Linked DNA regions of Cydia pomonella: regions 2 and 3 are each linked to region 1. The links are chromatin contacts, called in public Hi-C maps. All regions are on one chromosome and are shown on one strand. Each heading gives the region's core, a stretch centred on a gene start, on an enhancer-like site or on the middle of the called end of the contact. The rest is flanking DNA. Distances are from core to core; before and after follow the strand shown.

Region 1 (2,736 bases), core at 94-2,593:
GGTGATGGTCCATAAAGCTCTAAATAAATAAATAAATAATTAATAAATATTATAGGACATTATTACACAAATTGACTAAGTCCCACAGTAAGCTCAATAAGGCTTGTGTTGAGGGTACTTAGACAACGATATATATAATATATAGATATTTATAAATACTTAAATACATAGAAAACACCCATGACTCAGGAACAAATATCCATGCTCATCACACGAATAAATGCCCTTACCAGGATTTGAACCCGGGACCATCGGCTTCGTAGGCAGGGTCTCTACCCACTAGGCCAGACCGGTCGTCAAAATTGATGGGGCAATTACACAAAAAATACCGACGGGTCAAAGAGCAAGGGCCCCGAAATAATAAGATAAGAATATAAGTGTGATCTAACGATATAAAGATAGTTTATTTCAAGTAGGTTGTAATATTACAATGCGCTTATGAACATCAAATAAAGTTACGCCGGCTCTAACCCTACACTCTGACTGGAGAAGATTTAAATCCCTCCTACGATGTAAGAGGGTATCCCAATATGGGACCGACAAGAAACTCGGCAGGACACATCTTTTCAAAACATTATTACAGCTTATAACATGCATTAAATAAAAAAATACAATTTAGATGAATAAGGAATTTTTAAAAAGGTGATACTTAGTCGATGCGTAGAAATCGTTTGCTTATCGTTGTCGAGGTCTGACACAATAAAGCGACAATCTTGCCGACCAACGCAGATTCTGCGTGCTGATTTGCGTGTAGAGTGTAGGCTGCCTTCTACTTTCTACAGAAACCGGCGGGATTAAGTAATTTTACGGTCCACATCTAGAATTCTATCACGTTTGTATTTACTAAAAATCAACATAATTGTTTATTTCAATTCACCTCTAGTCCTCTATGTAGTTTATCGAATATGGATCAAGACTGTCAAGTAGATCTAAGTTCACTGTCTTTGAAAAAAACGAAAGCCACGCTCATGACAAGTAAGCCCATATTAATGCAAAAGCATGTATGTAACAAGCCTATACGTAATAAAAAATAAAGAAATAATTTCATTTGTAATAAGAATAAGTAGTATAAGTAAATACATTATGATTTTATGGATATTTTCAGCAGTTCTCGTCAACCTCGCCACGACAACTAATAATAAATAAAACACAATACATATTCGCGTCTTTTGTGCCGTGCCGTGTCGCAAGCTGTTTATTTATCGCTCGTATCTCCGCCGAGCTGACAACAATGCCCTCAATGTGCGGCCCGCATCCGGACCCCTCGCTATAATCCAAAATGTCCGTTTATTTTTCTACATGAGCAGCGTACAAAAAACAAAGTTGAATATCGAATTAGAGAGAGAGGCAAACACGCAACTGCCGAGCCACGTCGGGCGGGGCACTGCGTAGCGTATTCTGATTGGTCGCCTCGGCTTCTCGCCCGCCGCCCGTGTAGAGCGGCCAATCAGGCGTGCGTTTGTATCTCCCTTCCCGCACCCCGCAGCCACGAAACGACGACGGCTCACGAATACCGACCCGATTCGACACGACTGTGAGTGCCTTAGTTACTTCACACGCGTTCTGATAGCCGGTCGCTTTCGCTGACGTTTTCAGTGAAATTTAAATAAGCTGGACCACTTTCGCGACTGAATCTCTGTCATCTTAAAACGACGTAGTCAATTCGTTCGTCATCGGAGCTGTGTTGTGCCGCCACTAAACAGGTATAATTTAAAACAAACTCGTCACTTTGTTCCTAATGTCATACTAAACCTAATACTTTTTACAGAATTAAAATATCTCTACAAAATTCCGTGATAAACGAGTAATTTCGCGCCGGATGATCGAACGTAAAAGCGGTGTCCTCGTAATCAACGTAGGCCGTTCGGCGCGGCAACGTCGCGCGTAAATAATAGGGTAGCGCCGTGTTTCTCTCGCAGCCGGCGCGGGCTGGCAACGCCGCGTGGCTCCGCGGGAAGCGCCCGGCGCATTCACCGACAACCGAATATACCTACCTAGCCGCGACCGCGCGCAATCACAACTGCTTTCCTTTTGCAAATTATAACTTGTACTAAGATTTAAGCTCATTAAGAATATATCTTTGACGGTTTGTTTATCACCTAGGATCTTATCTTTATATACCTATTAGTCTTATTATAATACACCCTTATTTACATATTAATTATGTGTTATATACAACTATCTTGTATAAAAATGAAAAGTTATAATCACGGTAATACTAATTATAATATGTTAACAGCACCTATAAAACTTTATAGTATTATAAACTGAAAATAAGGCACGATGTTGATGAAAATAAAACTTGTTTACAGTATCGAGCGGTTGTTTGGAGACCGGTGGCGCGCTCTGTCGGTGCGGCGAGGAGTGACGCAAGCGGGACGCGCGGGGCGAGGACCGCCTCCCCCTACTTCAGTTTCTGCCGAGAGATCATACGAGGAGGCCGCGTCGTGCGACTTCAAAATCAAGGGACGTTCGCGCGGCAAGTTTAAACTGTGACAGTGTGTGTTGACAAGAACAGTGTACTGGATTGCGGTGCCTAACCATTTGGATGCAGTGATCGGATCACACTAACTGGATTGCAGTGTTTCTCTTGGATCTGTTGTACAAATTTGGCCGGCAAACTGGGGATGCACAAGATGGGCCTCGGCGACAGCGTGTACGCCGCCGAGCGTATCATGAAGAAGAGAATTAAAAAGGTGAGCTTTCATTATTTTTTACGCACGTAAAACTTTTACG
Region 2 (2,736 bases), core at 113-2,612, 210 kb before region 1:
AGAAATACTACTTAAGTTTATACTATGCCGTGGTTTTTTTAATGCACATGTATTTTATTTTCCGCGTATTTGAAATAAAAATTAAAGTGGTTGACTCGGGTGAAAGGCACCATTTCAGTCTGAAACTCTCGCGCCATACAACCGTGACAGAAATGGTTGCCTTTTATCTCTTGTTTCACAATCTACTATACGTAGTCTTATGCGCTATTGATAAACACTGTATGTACCATAATAAACCATCTGATAAAAATACGTGTGAACTGGTTGCACCTTTCTATCACCCCCGAAATAGCTCATAATAAGTCACAAACGATAACATCTCTGTCGCTCAATCGCCCATATATCGACACCACCAATATAGGGGCCAATAGTTAATAGCCCCCATTTTATTTAGTTTTCTGAGCAATATCAATAATACCAACTATAATAGGATCTATTAAGAGATGATTAAGCGACGACGTTCCACTTGTGAATAGTGATATTTTTGTTTGAATATGTGCGAAGCGCGTTAACGCGTGTGTATGTGCCGGGTTGGCAATTGTCAAAGGTTTGTTTCTGTTTATAGATGGCGCCAGCATAGGTTTTGTCTGTCTCCATTCTTGTTTTATGAGATTTTGATTTAAGGGCGATTATCCAGACCATAAAATAAAATAAAAAGATTTTGACTTATGCCAGGGGTTGGCATTGGGGAACGAAGTGTTGATCCCGCTCGCCGTGGCAAAAATGTGAACTTACTTAGATGGAATTTTGGATGGAGACCTAATCTATAAAAGTATGTACATACAGTACATTTGAGAAAACATTACATGGGTAACACGAAGCAACTGATTATATTTCATAAAAATAATATGCATATAGGTAAAAAACTTAAGTAAGTCACCTGTTGTATATAGTTGTGACGTGTTCGAATGTCTATTCGAACTACTACTACTTACACTACTATATACTAAACTTAGGCCTTTGTCTACAGTTATCTACCATCTACGTATACAACTAATAAAGTGGTTTACAGACCATATACATATTTGATTTTATTACGTTTTAGGATTCATCCTTTTAAAATTAAATGTTTTTGTTGTTTCTAGGACTACAGGGTTCCATTGTGTAGAATGTAGACTACATTACGTAAGTGATTATTTGATGTTCAGTAACTTCAGTCACACTTACCGCCTAACATTCCTTCACCAAGTTTGAAAACAAGCGTCATTCATTACTCATGTTTGCATAACCGACTTTAAACAGAGCGGACTAACCATTCCGATGCTCCTTTGTTAATACTGGCCGCTAATAACCCCTTATCAAAACCAAACAGCATTAACTGACTTGGAAAGACTCTTCCAAATTAAACCTTAAGATAACTAAGGTACAAAATTTAAAATTGGAATGTCATCTTGTTTACGGTTGACGCATTATAATCATTGTAAATCATGAACTGCTAATGTGGTTAGCTCTTTAACCGTTTTAGCACGGCCGCTCGCCCCGCGCGCGGCCGCTGACTGGCAACGTCGCTCGCTCTAGCGACGTTGCCGGCCTTCTAGACACCGCTCTCGGCCCCCGCCAGCAGTCTCGCTAGAGCGCTATCCACTGTTCAACGTCATTATCGAACGCAATGGATTCCAATTCGGATTCCGGCGATACGTTCTTTAAACTGGAGCCAGATTCAGATAATGAGAGTTACACGAACTCGAAGGTGGAACCACGTTTGCAATGGAGTTCTGAGAACACTGTGAAGTTGATTGACACTATGGAAAGGGATTGTAAGGAGTTGTGGGACACAAGGCACCCTATGAATAAGGATAGAGCGGCGCGGCAGGCGAAGCTGCAGTACTTAGCGCTTATGTTCGGGACGACGGTCGAGGAGATAAGTAGGAAGATACACAACTTGAGGACGCAGTTTAACAACGAATTGCGGAAGATTAAGCGGCGGCAGTGCGGCGAGGAGCGCGGGGCGGCGGCGAGTGGGTGGGAGTACTTCGATGCCCTTTGCTTTTTGCGCTTGCCCCCCAACCCCCTCGATGTGGACGGAGTCAATCTAGCGGTATGTTTGTTGCTCTTTTGTTTTGACGGCGTATGAACTTTGAGTTTTAGCAAAGTTATTTCGAGCAAAGGTTAAATTAGCTATTATAACTTCAATTACTTGGTACCCCACAAAGATTATTGCTTGCCTAATACTGTTTGTTTTGATTTAAGTGCAGTAAAATCATAAATCTGAGAAGTTACATACATATGTAATTAAGTGTAAAGTTACAAATGTAGATAACTAGACTGACTAGGTGCTATTTTACAAATAGGAATTATGATAAATTTCACTTGATCACAGGTAATCAATTATTCTTAGAGATTAAGTGAAAATATTAAGCCATTTATAAAATTTCATTTAAATTAAAAATAATTACAAGCACTCTAATACCTTGCAAGCATCTCCGCTCGACAAAATAAATTTCCATTTATCTCCGACACTCGACCGTAACCAAATTAAAGAGGGTAATATTAAACACTCCAAGCTAAACTCAACCTTAACTCCATCACATAAAGTTCAAATCCATTGAAAAGTGGAGTGTAAACAAACCACTTGGCGATCCGGTTAGTGTTGTCACCCGTTGACATTTATAGCCTTGTAATAAGGACTGTTTATGGACAAATTGAATCTTTTGTACATTCCCTTTGCTTTGAGCCGATTAATAAATCAGACAGCGATATAAAACAGTAGCCAGTACGTATTTTCGTGTCAGTTTT
Region 3 (2,736 bases), core at 165-2,664, 130 kb before region 1:
AGGAGGCCCATTGACATAACGCGTTATGGGGCACTCCTCGATAATGTGCTGGATTGTTTGGGCAGCCTCTCCATAATTGCAGGCCGGGGATTCCACCCATCCACACCGTTGTTTGTAATGAGCACAGCGGCCGTGGCCAGTGCGAAGTCTGTTTAAGTTACACCAGTGCCGTCTTGGGAGGTCAGACCCTTTAATAATGGTACCTGGAAAGATCCCAGTTATAGTGATGAAGAGGTAAGTAATAAAATATCCTTATATTTATTATTTTTTACATTAACAGTAGGTTTTTATGTTGATTACGACTTTTAAAGGAAACTAACATTAGCACTCATCAATAAGTAGTCATGAATTTGAACAAGTGGAAAAGTAAAAACCCCGGCAAGTGCGAGTCGGACTCGCGCACGAAGGGTTCCGTACCATTATTTCTAAAAACAGAAAACAAAATGTTTGTTGTATGGGAGCCCCCCTTTAATATTTATTTTATTCTGTTTTTAGTACTTATTTGTTGTTCTAGCGGCAACAGAAATACATCTTCTGTGAAAATTTCAACTGTCTAGCTAGCACGGTTCATGAGATACAGCCTGGTGACAGACGGACGGACAGCGAAGTCTTAGTAATAGGGTCCCGTTTGACCCTTTAGGTACGGAACCCTAAAAATTAAATACCCTATACGGATACTATACGGAACCCTAAAGAACTAGTTCGCGAAATCCAACTTTCCGCACGCTAAACAGCTACGTAAAGTAGCACTTTTTGAACAACTGTATTTAAAAAGTAATTATCTGTGTCTGATCGTTTTGATTTTTGCGTCTATTGATGCTAATTAAGTATGCTGGGCAATGTTAGCGGTGCATTTTTTGACCGTTTTCAGCGCTGTTTGAAATGACCTAGTTCTTATAAAAATCAGAATATCAAAAAAAGCAAAACGTACAAAGGTAATGATAATATTGAAATAATATAAAAAATATAAGTAATATAAAATTAAAAAACTTCTAGGGCCAAATTCCAGAGAACAAAATGACAATTAAGAACGTGTGTATGGAAAAATAACAAATGTCTGGACTGGCCTTATGTGTTTTACGGTCATATTTGTTTTTGTCCAGGCTTTTTTTGCCATTTTCCACAATGTCCGTCTACTGTATCCTATACTAATCATGGCCTACCAGATATTGAAATATTTCGGCCTTTACATATAAGTAAATAAAATACTTAATATGTAATACTTTTACACAGTTATACAGTATCAATAAATACATTCCATCAAGTTTTGTACATTTTATGATGTTAATATTTTTATCTCAATTTATTACCTATGTAAAATCGGACCTGACCGAAGTCAAACTTAAATACGTAAGTAAATACTTATTCTGAATTTTTACCTAATCTGTTATTACCTTATTACTTAGTGTCACCCTGACGTTGTGACGTTGTCACAAGTATTTATTATTAGGTATCACACGGTGTTGTCTGAACGTTTAGATGAGCCTTTCCTACAATGATAAAAAGATGTAAACGTGTTCAATAACATACAATACCTACGACGAATTCAGAACCCGCTATCCGACGGATAAGGTCACCGTTCGTACGGCGTAGGTAATAATAATCCTCGCCCCTCGCAGCTGTCTGCGAACGATCCCCCGTCTCTCTCACTCGCATAGTACGAGAGAGGGACCGCGGCGTCCACCCGACCGCGCGCCCGTCGGCCGGATGACGACGCCGCCAGTTGGTCCCCGCACCATGTCCGGGTCGCACGCGCGCCGTTCGGAACGCGTCATGCCCAACGAAAAAAACATTCTCTCAGAATTTCTAAAATTATACAAAACATTCCCATGCCTTTGGGACCAAAAGCATATGCACTATGCTAATAGAGAAGCACGCGACAATGCGTACGAAGAGCTCTTAGATAAGTATAAATTGTACCACGAAAATGGCACGGTGGTTGACGTTAAGAAGAAAATTGAATATATGCGGTGTGCATACCGACGCGAGCGTAAAAAGGTATATTCATAATTATATGAACCCATTTTATTATGCGTTATTGCGTATTACTTGAACGTAGTAGGTACCTATGATAAAATAAAGTTTCATTAATGTGAGGGCTTCTTTTTTTGTTCTTGCTTAGCCAGAAATTAACTAAAATCGCAGGCCATTTGTTGCAACGTTTGTGGAAGCCTTAACTTAGCTTTGTGTACCTCTGAGGCTGCAGACTGGCCGACAAATTAAGGCCGTTCATACATTTGGTCGAGCGCTGTGTACGAAAGTATGAATGGCCTTGATTTTGACTTGCTGCTCGCCAGTCTCGCCGCGCCGCGCACCGCTTGCTTCCAGGCGCGGCCTGACACGTAAAATAACTGATTATTATTCAAATTTCAGGTGCTTATGAGTAGATTTCGTGGAGGCCATTACAAACCACATCTCTGGTACTACAACCTTCTGACATTCCTGAACGAAGATCAGGAGCAAGACGAAGACAATGAACAACCGGAGTTGAAAAATGAATCTACATACGATGATAGTTATCAGGTAACTAAATAACTAACCTTTTTTATGAATACCTATTATATAGTATAGGTATATCAAATTATTGCAATATTCCTTTATAAAATGAGATACATTATTATATAACATTTGTATATCCATGTTTTAATTATTTTTACGAAAATGATTCGTTTGTGATATCCCTGAAAGCTCTGAAATGGGAATTCACTGTTTCCCAAAAACCCTAAAGTTAAAAGC

The links. A called contact is a pair of places that touch in the nucleus more often than the background predicts.
Region 2: a contact with region 1 is called in a Hi-C map of whole body, with 2.0 times the contacts expected there. The contact joins the promoter of LOC133521237 here to the promoter of LOC133521239 in region 1. A contact is called at or near these places in 2 of 2 Hi-C or Micro-C datasets (both in whole body).
Region 3: a contact with region 1 is called in a Hi-C map of whole body, with 5 times the contacts expected there. The contact joins the promoter of LOC133521238 here to the promoter of LOC133521239 in region 1. A contact is called at or near these places in 2 of 2 Hi-C or Micro-C datasets (both in whole body).

What each region holds. Positions count from the first base shown.
Region 1 is chr9:7,330,010-7,332,745 of ilCydPomo1, forward strand. LOC133521239 (polycomb group protein Pc) reads left to right here and starts at 1,344. Exons shown (of 3, transcript XM_061856085.1): 1 at 1,344-1,703; 2 at 2,313-2,696. The coding sequence starts at 2,628.
Region 2 is chr9:7,124,411-7,127,146 of ilCydPomo1, forward strand. LOC133521237 reads left to right here and starts at 1,363. Exons shown (of 4, transcript XR_009799876.1): 1 at 1,363-2,038.
Region 3 is chr9:7,199,241-7,201,976 of ilCydPomo1, forward strand. It overlaps LOC133521238, which reads left to right and starts at 1,415. Exons shown (of 3, transcript XM_061856084.1): 1 at 1,415-1,998; 2 at 2,374-2,523. The coding sequence starts at 1,708.